Regions from separate parts of the Rattus norvegicus genome. Here regions 1 and 2 are each linked to region 3. A link is a contact called in public Hi-C data. All regions are on one chromosome and are shown on one strand. Each heading gives the region's core, a stretch centred on a gene start, on an enhancer-like site or on the middle of the called end of the contact. The rest is flanking DNA. Distances are from core to core; before and after follow the strand shown.

Region 1 (3,118 bases), core at 570-3,069, 140 kb after region 3:
GTATGAGAGACTCCTGGGGGCTGGAGAGATGGCTCAGCAATTAAGACCATTTGTGCTCTTGTAGAGGACCTCAGCTCAGTCCCCACGACCACAACAAATTTTCAAACTAAATGGTGAAAACCATGAGATCTGAGAGATAGGCTGGCCATTAAAGATGATTCAACACTGTCTTCTGGACTCCTTGGGTACCTGCACACACATGACATATACTAACATTAAGATGCACACATAAATCTTTAAAGCATTAAAAAAACCAACCAACCAACCAACCAACCAAACAAACAAACAAAAAAATGAGTCTTGAAAGAGGGGGTAAGGGTTAGCCCACAGTGCACGGAAGTGTTCCAAGAGAAAAGAAACTGAGATATTCTAGAAGTACTAGGCAATTCAGCCTTGTGAGCATAGAATTTATACATGAGCTCTGGCTTCTATCTGAAAGCATTTCAAATCCAGAGTCAGTTTCTTGGAATGTGAGTTTGGTTACTGTGTCCTTCTTAGTTTGTTTCAATTTCATGGAAATGATTACCTAGAGACTTTTTGAGGAGATTGTCACAGTTGTCAAGAACAGGGTGGTAACGGGGGAAATAACTAGGAAGTAAGGAGATCAAATGGACTTCTATCAACAGGAATGGAAGAGAGGAGTCAAGGACGGCATACCCGGTTGTGCTTTGGCAGCGGCATTCGCGGGCCAGGTGAAACAAAACAACTCCCTGGCTTGGGTGGTGGTGGTTGTAGTGATTGTTCTAGAGAGGTTTTGCATATGAGATGCCCGTGGTAACAAGCATTAGGACATATTCCTCTAAGCTTAGGAGAAGGGTTTGAGTTATAGGTTAGGGAGCATCAGCATATGAACGGATAACTGGAGCCAATAGAGAGGTGAAGTGAGCTGGAGAAATGAAATCTGGTGCAAAACTTACATCATGAGATAGTTAATGCCAGTACACTTACCATCTGGGTAGAGAAAGGCCCTGGCATCTCCTGGCAGAGGAGACTGAGATGAAGCAAGCTTAGAGGCGGAAGTACAGAAGAGTTTTGGATTTATGGAGGTTGATGGAGTTTGTCTTAACTTACTAAGCAAACAGCTAAGCAAGGTCTGGGAAACGTATTGGCAAATAGTTATGCATACCTTTATCAAAGGCATTTTTGGAAGCGGTAACCAGTCTGGGAAGGAATAGGAGTGGGAAAGAGAAGGGCGAACCAGACAACGAACCAGACAACCGCAAAGAGTCCGCTCACCAAAAGACAGAAGCAGACAGGGAAGACATAAAGACTCTCCTTGACTGGGGCAAGGGACTTAAGACACCATCACCATCATTTCTCCTGGGAAAAGAGAGATTGAAGTTACAAGAAAGTATGGAAATTTTAATTCATTCAGTAAGTTGATTGCCCATGCCCATGTATCCCCTGAATCCGGCCTTGCTCTCTTGAGAATGCGCGAGTGGGCACCTCTCGCTTAACACAAGGCTTTACCATGCAGGGAGAACTCGAGTCTCAATCCTGACTCTTTCCTCCAAAAGACACCCTGCAGTCATCGCTGGACCTCAAAACCTCCTTGAATACTTCTGGGCTACAACAAAGTAACGGAACCCATAGCGTCCCGTCGTCAAAGTTACTACCGCTCAGGGCTCCGCCCCCCACCCTCAGTCTGGAAAACAACGGAGAATGCGCAGCGTCCCGCCTACCAGCTGGCTCCGCCCCTCTCTTTCTTTGTTTCGCCGGCCCGAAGATCTCGCGAGAGTTAGACGGCAAATCCCGCGAGCGCGGACCCCGGGCCAGCTCTGCGGCTCTCGCGGTGTCTGCGCGAGACTGCTTCCTTCCTCCTTCCCACTGCCAGTCTGCCGGTCTTCCTCCCTATCTTCCCGGCCCGGCCTCCCCCTCCTTCCCCCGCCGGCCCCCTCCCCGCAGGGATAATATGGTCTCCGGCGATGGACTCCCCAAGTGCAGGTCAGTTCCCGGCCGCCGCCTTAGCGTTGGCGGCTGGAGGAGTGCGCTGCTATACGCCGTGGCGCTTGCTTTGCTTTTCTTACGGTCACCCGGGGCGCAGCCGGGCCCTCAGGGCTGGGTCGTTCTCTCCCCTCGGGGCGGAGGCCGCGAAAGCCGGGCCTCCCCTTCGGCGTCCCGCTCTTCAGCCGGGCGCTTATTCCGCCACTGGCCAGGGCCCGCTGCTTGTTGTCTGCAGCCTCCAGGCCCCCGGGAGTAACTCCTGGGGCAGGGACAAGCCCATGTCTTTCTCTCCCCGCTCCCCTTTTGTGAGCATTGAGGGTTGGAAGACCTGGGTCCCTTGTTTAGGTTTCACTCTGCTGGCTGTTCATTGCACTGCTGTCTCTCCCTCTTTCTTTCCTCCTGGAAGTGGAGGGGCTGTCGAGGCCGAACGTTAGCCTGTTCCCAGATTATTTATTGCCGTCTCCTCCCCCACCCACCTCCCTCCACAAAAGAAAACACTATCCATTCCGAGTAGACTGTTTTCTGGTTTTGGAAGTAGATCTTAGCAATATTTAAGTGTCTCGCCCATCCATGTAATGAGTCCGCATAATGAATTTTTTTCTACCCCAAGGTTGCCTTCACCCTTTCCCTCAACACTGAGAGTGGGGGCATATTCAATTAGTGCATAACCACTGAGGGTATGTCTCTTAAGAGAATGTGATGTGCCAAAATTATCGAGATATTTTGATGGTCGCTTTAAAAAAAACATCTTTAGTGTTCTAACTATTGTTAGATTGTTAATTGCTTTTTGAAAACCTCCAACAATGGTTTTCTCAAAGCATTCTCTCTGTACTTAAGCAATGTTCAGGGTATGATTTCTGAATGCGTGTACATCATTTAAAGCATTCTTATTGTCTCTTTGCAGACATTTAACATATTTTTAAGATTGAAAAGCCACTAGGTGGGCATGGCTATAATCCCAGCATTAAGGAGACAGAGAAAGGATGGTTTGCCTATACTTGGAGGCTCTCCTGGTTGTCCAGCGAGGTCCATTCTGGGTTACAGTGGCACACCCTGTCTCAGCAGACAGGGTAGTAGGTTGTCTTACTAGTTTCTGTTTGACAAGTGTCACAGTTTTAGATCGTACTCTTGCAGTGTGATGGAGTAGTCTATGTCTGAGATATGGACTAGTCAG
Region 2 (3,122 bases), core at 307-2,806, 170 kb before region 3:
CGGTAGGCTCGTGAGGGGAAGAGGGAATGGGTGTGCCATGCACAAAAGTGGCCAGGGCAGTAGCCGAAACTTTGGGAATCTGCAGGGATATCTGAGACCAGGGACTGAGGCATCTTGCCTCAGGGAGGGAAGACCACCAGACTGTGAAGTTTCAGGAAACCCAGAGTTGCTTGGAAAAGGGAATGTAACTCTGGGGCCCCCACCCAGCCCTGGTTGGGCATGCTAGAGAGCCAGAAGGAAAGAGATGTGGGGCTCTTGTGTTTCATGGCTCTCCTTTCCCTGGCAGGGTCTAGTTGGGCCCTGGCAAAAGATCAGAACTCAACACTGGACTGGGTCTGACTAGTAACCCAATGCCAGGCTAGTCTGAGTGGGGATGCAGGCTCCCCACCTCCCTAGACCGCTCTTCTCTCCCGGGTCTGGGCTGTTGGCCTGCGTCTACCTCCACTTAAAACACCTCCTTCCAGAACTTTCTGGGCAAAAATCCAGACTTCCCAAGGCCCTATGCAAGCTCTGTACTGTTCCTGAACCTTCCAAAAGCAAGAGTTATTGCCCTCCCTTGTCCACTAGGACTTTTCTCAATATATATTCTATCACTTGGGTGATACTGGAGGTAACCACTCTGTGCTAACTGAATATTCGCGAAGGTTGGAACACAAGTGACATAACACTCCAAACCAATCTGTTTTAGAAGACACAAAGAAGACTCCACAACTGTACCTTGAAAGACAGGAGACATTACATGGTGAGCTAAGGCAGCTGAGCAAGACTCTGGGCTAGCCAGGAGATAAGGTTTCCTCCTATACCTATAGAAAACTTTTCACGTGGCTGGGGTCTTTGAGATCACTGATACGGACAGCTAGCTCTGAACTTGGAAGAATCCGGGGTGAAAGGGCTATCAGGATCACAAAGTAGGTTAAAGGATATGGGTATGTAGCCTCCTTCCTACAGTTATAACAGATAAACAACACACCCCATCCTGTAAACTGCATTTGGGGCCTCTTGTCCTCCCCCTACTCCAAGACCTTTGTGGGATGGGGGTCATGCCCACTGAGTAGGTAAGAATGGTTAAGGTCCAGCCAGGGAGGGCAGGAAGAAGGTCAATAAGGAAGAGAAGAAGGAGTGGGTGAGGCGCATCTGACAGAATACTCTAACGGGAATGCAATCCCGGGCCTGGGAAACTGAGGCTCATCAAGGGGAAGTCATCCGCCCAAGGTGACGCTGCGCGCTGAAGGCAGCGGCAGAGTTTGAACCTCGGTGAGTCCGCTTTTGCGAGGCCTGGGAAAAGACAGAAAGGAGGACTGCAGGGGCCGAGGCGCGCCGACTTCACCTGGTAGTTGTCCAGCTGCTCTTCTGTGAAGATGGTCTGCTTATTCCCCATGGTAACCGCGGTGGTATGGATGGCCGCGGCGGCGTCTCTCGCCCTTTCGATTGCTGCTTCCCATCGGCGGCTTCTGGAGCCCCGAGCCCCGCGCCCGCGGCCCTTGCAAGCCCGGGAGCGGGCAGCGTCGCCAGCCTAGGCTTGCCCGCTCCGCTTGGTCCTGCAGTTCAGTGGGAGGGGTGCAAGGGCTGGGGAGGCGAAGGCGGGGCCTGGATCGGGGGCGTTCCTAAGGCGGGGGCGGGGCCGGAGGGGCGGGGTCGGAGGCGGATTGGGGCGGAGGCGCGGTCTGGGGGGGGAAGGAGGCGGAGCCTTAGACCTGTCTAGAGCGATCCGGGAGGTGACTTCTCCCTGGGGACAGAGGCCTGCTCAGTCTGAGCTCTTGCAGCACACTGGGATGGCCAAGCGGTGTCCTCAGAGGGCCGCCTGACTCCTGGCCACTGTCTGTACCTCTGGTTTCAACTAGCACTGTGACAGGCAGCGCCCAGGTCAATCCTGGTGAGCCAGAAAAGGCCATGGATTAGTGGGCAAATCCTCCAGCCTCTGATCCCACTGAGAATTGGTGTGTTACTGAGCTTGCGCAGTCACAGTCTACTTCCCACCAGACCCATCCTCAAAAAGCCGGTTTAAAAAGCCAGATTGAAAGTCAAAAACAGTAAAAGAAAATGTATTCAATGCGACCACACTGGGAAGAGGGACAAAGAGACTCAGGAACCCCCCAAGTCTGACTCTGAGGTCTTAAATCGAGATCAGAGTTTAAAGAGAAGGCCAAGGATGTGCTCATCTAAGCTGTCCTAGCCAAGATGGCCCTTAATCTCAGAAAACAAAATATAGTAACTAAAAGTAACTAGCTGGGAAGTAGTGCAGTAGCAGAGACCTAGCCTAGCATGCGGGAGGTCCTGGGTTCAGTCCTTAGCACCACCACAAAAGCAAACAAAACCTAAACACCAATATTACCCAGTTTTGCCTGACTTATATCACTTTGGGGGTCATGATGTTCTACTCTTAAATTTTTTAAGATTTATTTTTATGTGCGTTACGTCTATGTGTCTGCCATGTTTATATGTAGAAGCCAGTGGAGACCAGAAAAGGGTGTTAGATTCTCTGGAGCTGGAGTTACAGACAGCTATGAGCTGGCAGATATGAGTTCTTGGAAACCAAACTCAGGTTTTGTAAAAGAGCAGCAAGTGCTCTTACCAGCTGAGCCATCTCACGCTGCAGCCCCAAGTGCTGCTTCTTCTTTATCAATCCCCTTACTTCTTTTAAAAATGTTTTAAAGATTTATTTATTATATATAAGTACATTGTAGCTATCTTCAGACACACCAGAAGAAAGCATCAGATCTCATTACACAGGGTTGTGAGCCACCATGTGGTTGCTGGGATTTGAACTCAGAATCTCTAGAGAGCAGTCAGTGCTCTTAACCATTGAGCTATCTCTCCAGCCCCCATAATTATTATTTTTAAACTATGTGTATATGTGTGTGCTGTGGGTGTGTGCAATAAGTACAGTGCCTGAGGCGATCAGAACAGAGTATCAAGTCCACTGGAACTAGAGTTACAGGTAGTTTTGAGGGCCTGCTATGGGGGCTGGAACTGGATTTGGGTCCTCTGGAAGCCATCTCTCCAGCCTCACACTCTTTTTCTTATAATTAAAGCTTGACTGGGAAGATATACATATGTATATATGCAGTCTGTGTTTTTGTTGCTGTAATCATTGAGACAAGTTTCTACATAACAGGGTTTTT
Region 3 (3,068 bases), core at 390-2,889:
CTAAAGATTACAAATAAATATTATCGAGTATGAAAATTCACAAACAGAAGCTAGCATAGGCTCGATGTGGAAAACAATCTGGTCAAAACATGAAAACCAAACTTATGAGAGCAAACCACACATGGCTCTTTATTACATAAGAATTAGGAGACAAACGACCTCCTGCCAGCCGTTCCATAATCCTAATACTTTGGAGCTACTAATCCTGGCTTTGTGGCAAGATCCTATCTCAAAACAAAGAACAACAATAGTCACATCGCAACATTCTGATATGAAAAGATGTGACTGCTAAAGCCGTTAACAAAGTAACACTTAATACTTGCCAAGTGAACTCATAATGGGAGAGTGTGCTAAACTTCAATTAGGGTTAACAAATATAAGGGTGTGAACTGTCTTCTAATCCATGTTCACAGCCCCTCAGTGCCATCCTCAGATTAACAGTCCATACAGCTCAAGACACCCAGGCTCATGCTACCTGCTTCAAATATGCAAACCAAAAAGACAAAGAACATTTACCAGGAACAGAAACTCACAGACACATGATTCCTACATAGCCTGACCTGAGAGATCTTAATTAGATAGGCGAATTTATGATTTTTACTGATTTGTGACTCAAAAACAGGACCTTGCCCAGACTAGAAAGCACCGGTGCCAACTTGACTGAAACAAGGTGAAACAAACTCTGCACGAGGACCAGCCCTCTTAGTGATACAGCCTCCTCTCTGCCCATCTGAACCTCACATTTGGCAACAGAGAAAAACAATTTTACAAGTAAGAAGGTTTACTGGGAGCCAACTTTTAAAAAGCTACTCTCAAAATAGGATGTGCAGTTTTATCAGGCTGAACCTTTGAGGATGTACTACACCAGGTCCTATTTTAACTATTATTCAGATTAGCTCACTGAACCTTCCTTAACTCCACTTAGCAGGCATTCTTATATATTTGGTTGTGAGCCTAGCCTTTAACGGCTGAGCCATCTCTCCAGCCCATTAGCAGGCATTCTTAACTAGCTCCATTCTTCTGGCCAGAAAAGAGGCTTAGAGTGGTTGTCGGAAGCGTAGGGCAATACAAGCCATAGTTTATACTACTAAGGCACATCTCATGACGGGTAATTTGAGAACTAAGAGACCCCAAGAGACCATATGCCACCTCTTTCTTTAGAAAAATTTCCTCCAGTTTTCAGGGTAGGATTTAATGCTTCTTCTTTGGGCTTCCCAGAGACTAACCTATGCCTCTATGAAAGTACGGCAGTAACGCATAATACCATATGGTACTGGAAATAAAAGGAATTCTGTTACTTAGTGTTCAATGATGTGGAGTTTGCTACCTAACAGCGTAACTAACTACTGGAGAACTGGTTCTAAGAGAGTCCTCTATCTAGGGGGAAACTACTTCCCCACCCTACCCCGCAAAGCCAACTCTCATTTCTGGGATGCACAAAACATTACCTGGGAGCAAAATTAGTCCACCTGTGGGCCTTCTGTCTGCCCTTGGGACTCGTGACTCACGGACTAGCCTGGGTAAATAGAGTCAAGAAAGCCACTCTTGGACTCCTGGAGCCTCCGTAAACAAACCTGCAGTGGCGGCCTCCAATCCTTCCTGTTCACTCGCCTTCCCACGCTAGTAAGCAGCAGCACCAACGACAACCACTCCCCAACTGCCCAGCACACCAACTCACCACCGCACAGCCGGCCGCACAGCACGTCTGACGTCAGTAGGGCGCGCCCGTGGCGCCCGTGGATGAGCTAACGAAGGGGCGGAGCCTCTCCTCTGATCGGGGCCCGGCAGGCGCAGCGCCCCCTGCTGCCTTTGCACTCCACGGGGATCGGGGATAGGGGATAGGGTGAGGGAGCAGGGGTGGAGCCATAGAGAGTGGGCGGGGAGTACCCTTGGCGCCTGCTGCTTACTTACTTCAGAAAGTTACTCAGATGACCTCCTGGGTTCATTTTCCTTTTGTTTTCTTTTCTTTTTCTTCTTCCTCTTTTTCTTTCCTTCTCCCTTTCAGCCCTGCCACCCCTCATCTCCCTTCCTCCCCTTTTCTCTGGAGCCCAAATCTTGCTATGTTGTCTCAAGCTGGGCTTGAACCGCTGTTAGTTCTCTTGGCTCAGCTTCCCAAACGCTGGGATTACAGACCATCAACCAGCTGTGAAACTGCAGTTTAGGGCCTTCGTGTTAGTCCAGTATTAGTTTAGTGGGTTCGTGAGCAACATTGTTAAGCAGCAATGAGATGCAGTGGAGTACTTGACCTACTGAGCTTCTAAGCTATTCAAATCTTGTTTTTCTATGAGTATAGGGTGTCCATAAACCGGAAGTCCTTCAAGGCCATCTGCATGCTAAGTGATCCCCTAGCACCTTCTTATCTTTCTGCCTCCACTTCCAGGGTACTGGGAGCACACCTTTGCCTGGAAAGCATGGTAAATAATAGCATCTTTTGTAAAAATTGTATTTCACCTATTTAGATATTTGGTCACGAAAGAAAAAATTCTGTTTCCTGCTGTGAGTCATGGCAAAAAAGTTTGAAAATCATTACAATAAAGGTTTTCTAAAATTTCCTTGTTCTGTAATTTCAGAAATGCTACATTTTAATTTTGTTAAAGTTCTGTGCATGTATGGGCATGCACACACGTGCCATGGTGTGGACATGGAGGTCAAAAGACAACTGGAGGGTCTGAGTTCTCGCTTTCTATCTTGTGGGGCCCAGGAATGGAACCCAAGTCATCAGGCTTGAAGGCAGACACTTTTATCTGCTGAGCCATTTCCTATAATTTTTTATGGCGCAGTAATTCAAACCCAGGCCCTTGCCTGTGCTAGGCAAACAAGGCACTGCTGACCTACATCCCAGCCATCTATTTATTTATTTATTTATTTATTTATTTATTTAGAAATGAATACTCGTTGAGTTGCTGAGGCTGGCTCTTACCTTACTCTGTAGCATAGTCAGTCCTTGAATTCCTGCTTCTTTTGTTTCAGTCTCTAGAGTGACAGGCCTACTCTACCATGCCCGGCTATAGCCCTGCCATTCAAACTCAAAGCCTAAAAATACCTCCAAGTGCTGTCTCAAGATGCCA

Evidence for each region. A called contact is a pair of places that touch in the nucleus more often than the background predicts.
Region 1: a Hi-C map of liver shows a contact between it and region 3, with 2.7 times the contacts expected there. The contact joins the promoter of Ireb2 here to the promoter of Skic8 in region 3. A contact is called at or near these places in 2 of 12 Hi-C or Micro-C datasets (frontal cortex and liver).
Region 2: a contact with region 3 is called in a Hi-C map of Schwann cells, with 5 times the contacts expected there. The contact joins the promoter of Cib2 here to the promoter of Skic8 in region 3. A contact is called at or near these places in 3 of 12 Hi-C or Micro-C datasets (the A7r5 cell line, Schwann cells and liver).

What each region holds. Positions count from the first base shown.
Region 1 is chr8:64,159,269-64,162,386 of GRCr8, forward strand. Ireb2 (iron responsive element binding protein 2) reads left to right here and starts at 1,820. Exons shown (of 22, transcript NM_022863.2): 1 at 1,820-1,944. The coding sequence starts at 1,926.
Region 2 is chr8:63,841,721-63,844,842 of GRCr8, forward strand. It overlaps Cib2 (calcium and integrin binding family member 2), which reads right to left and starts at 1,557. Exons shown (of 6, transcript NM_001015010.1): 1 at 1,328-1,557. The coding sequence starts at 1,378.
Region 3 is chr8:64,015,207-64,018,274 of GRCr8, forward strand. It overlaps Skic8 (SKI8 subunit of superkiller complex), which reads right to left and starts at 1,640. Exons shown (of 11, transcript NM_001025743.1): 1 at 1,575-1,640.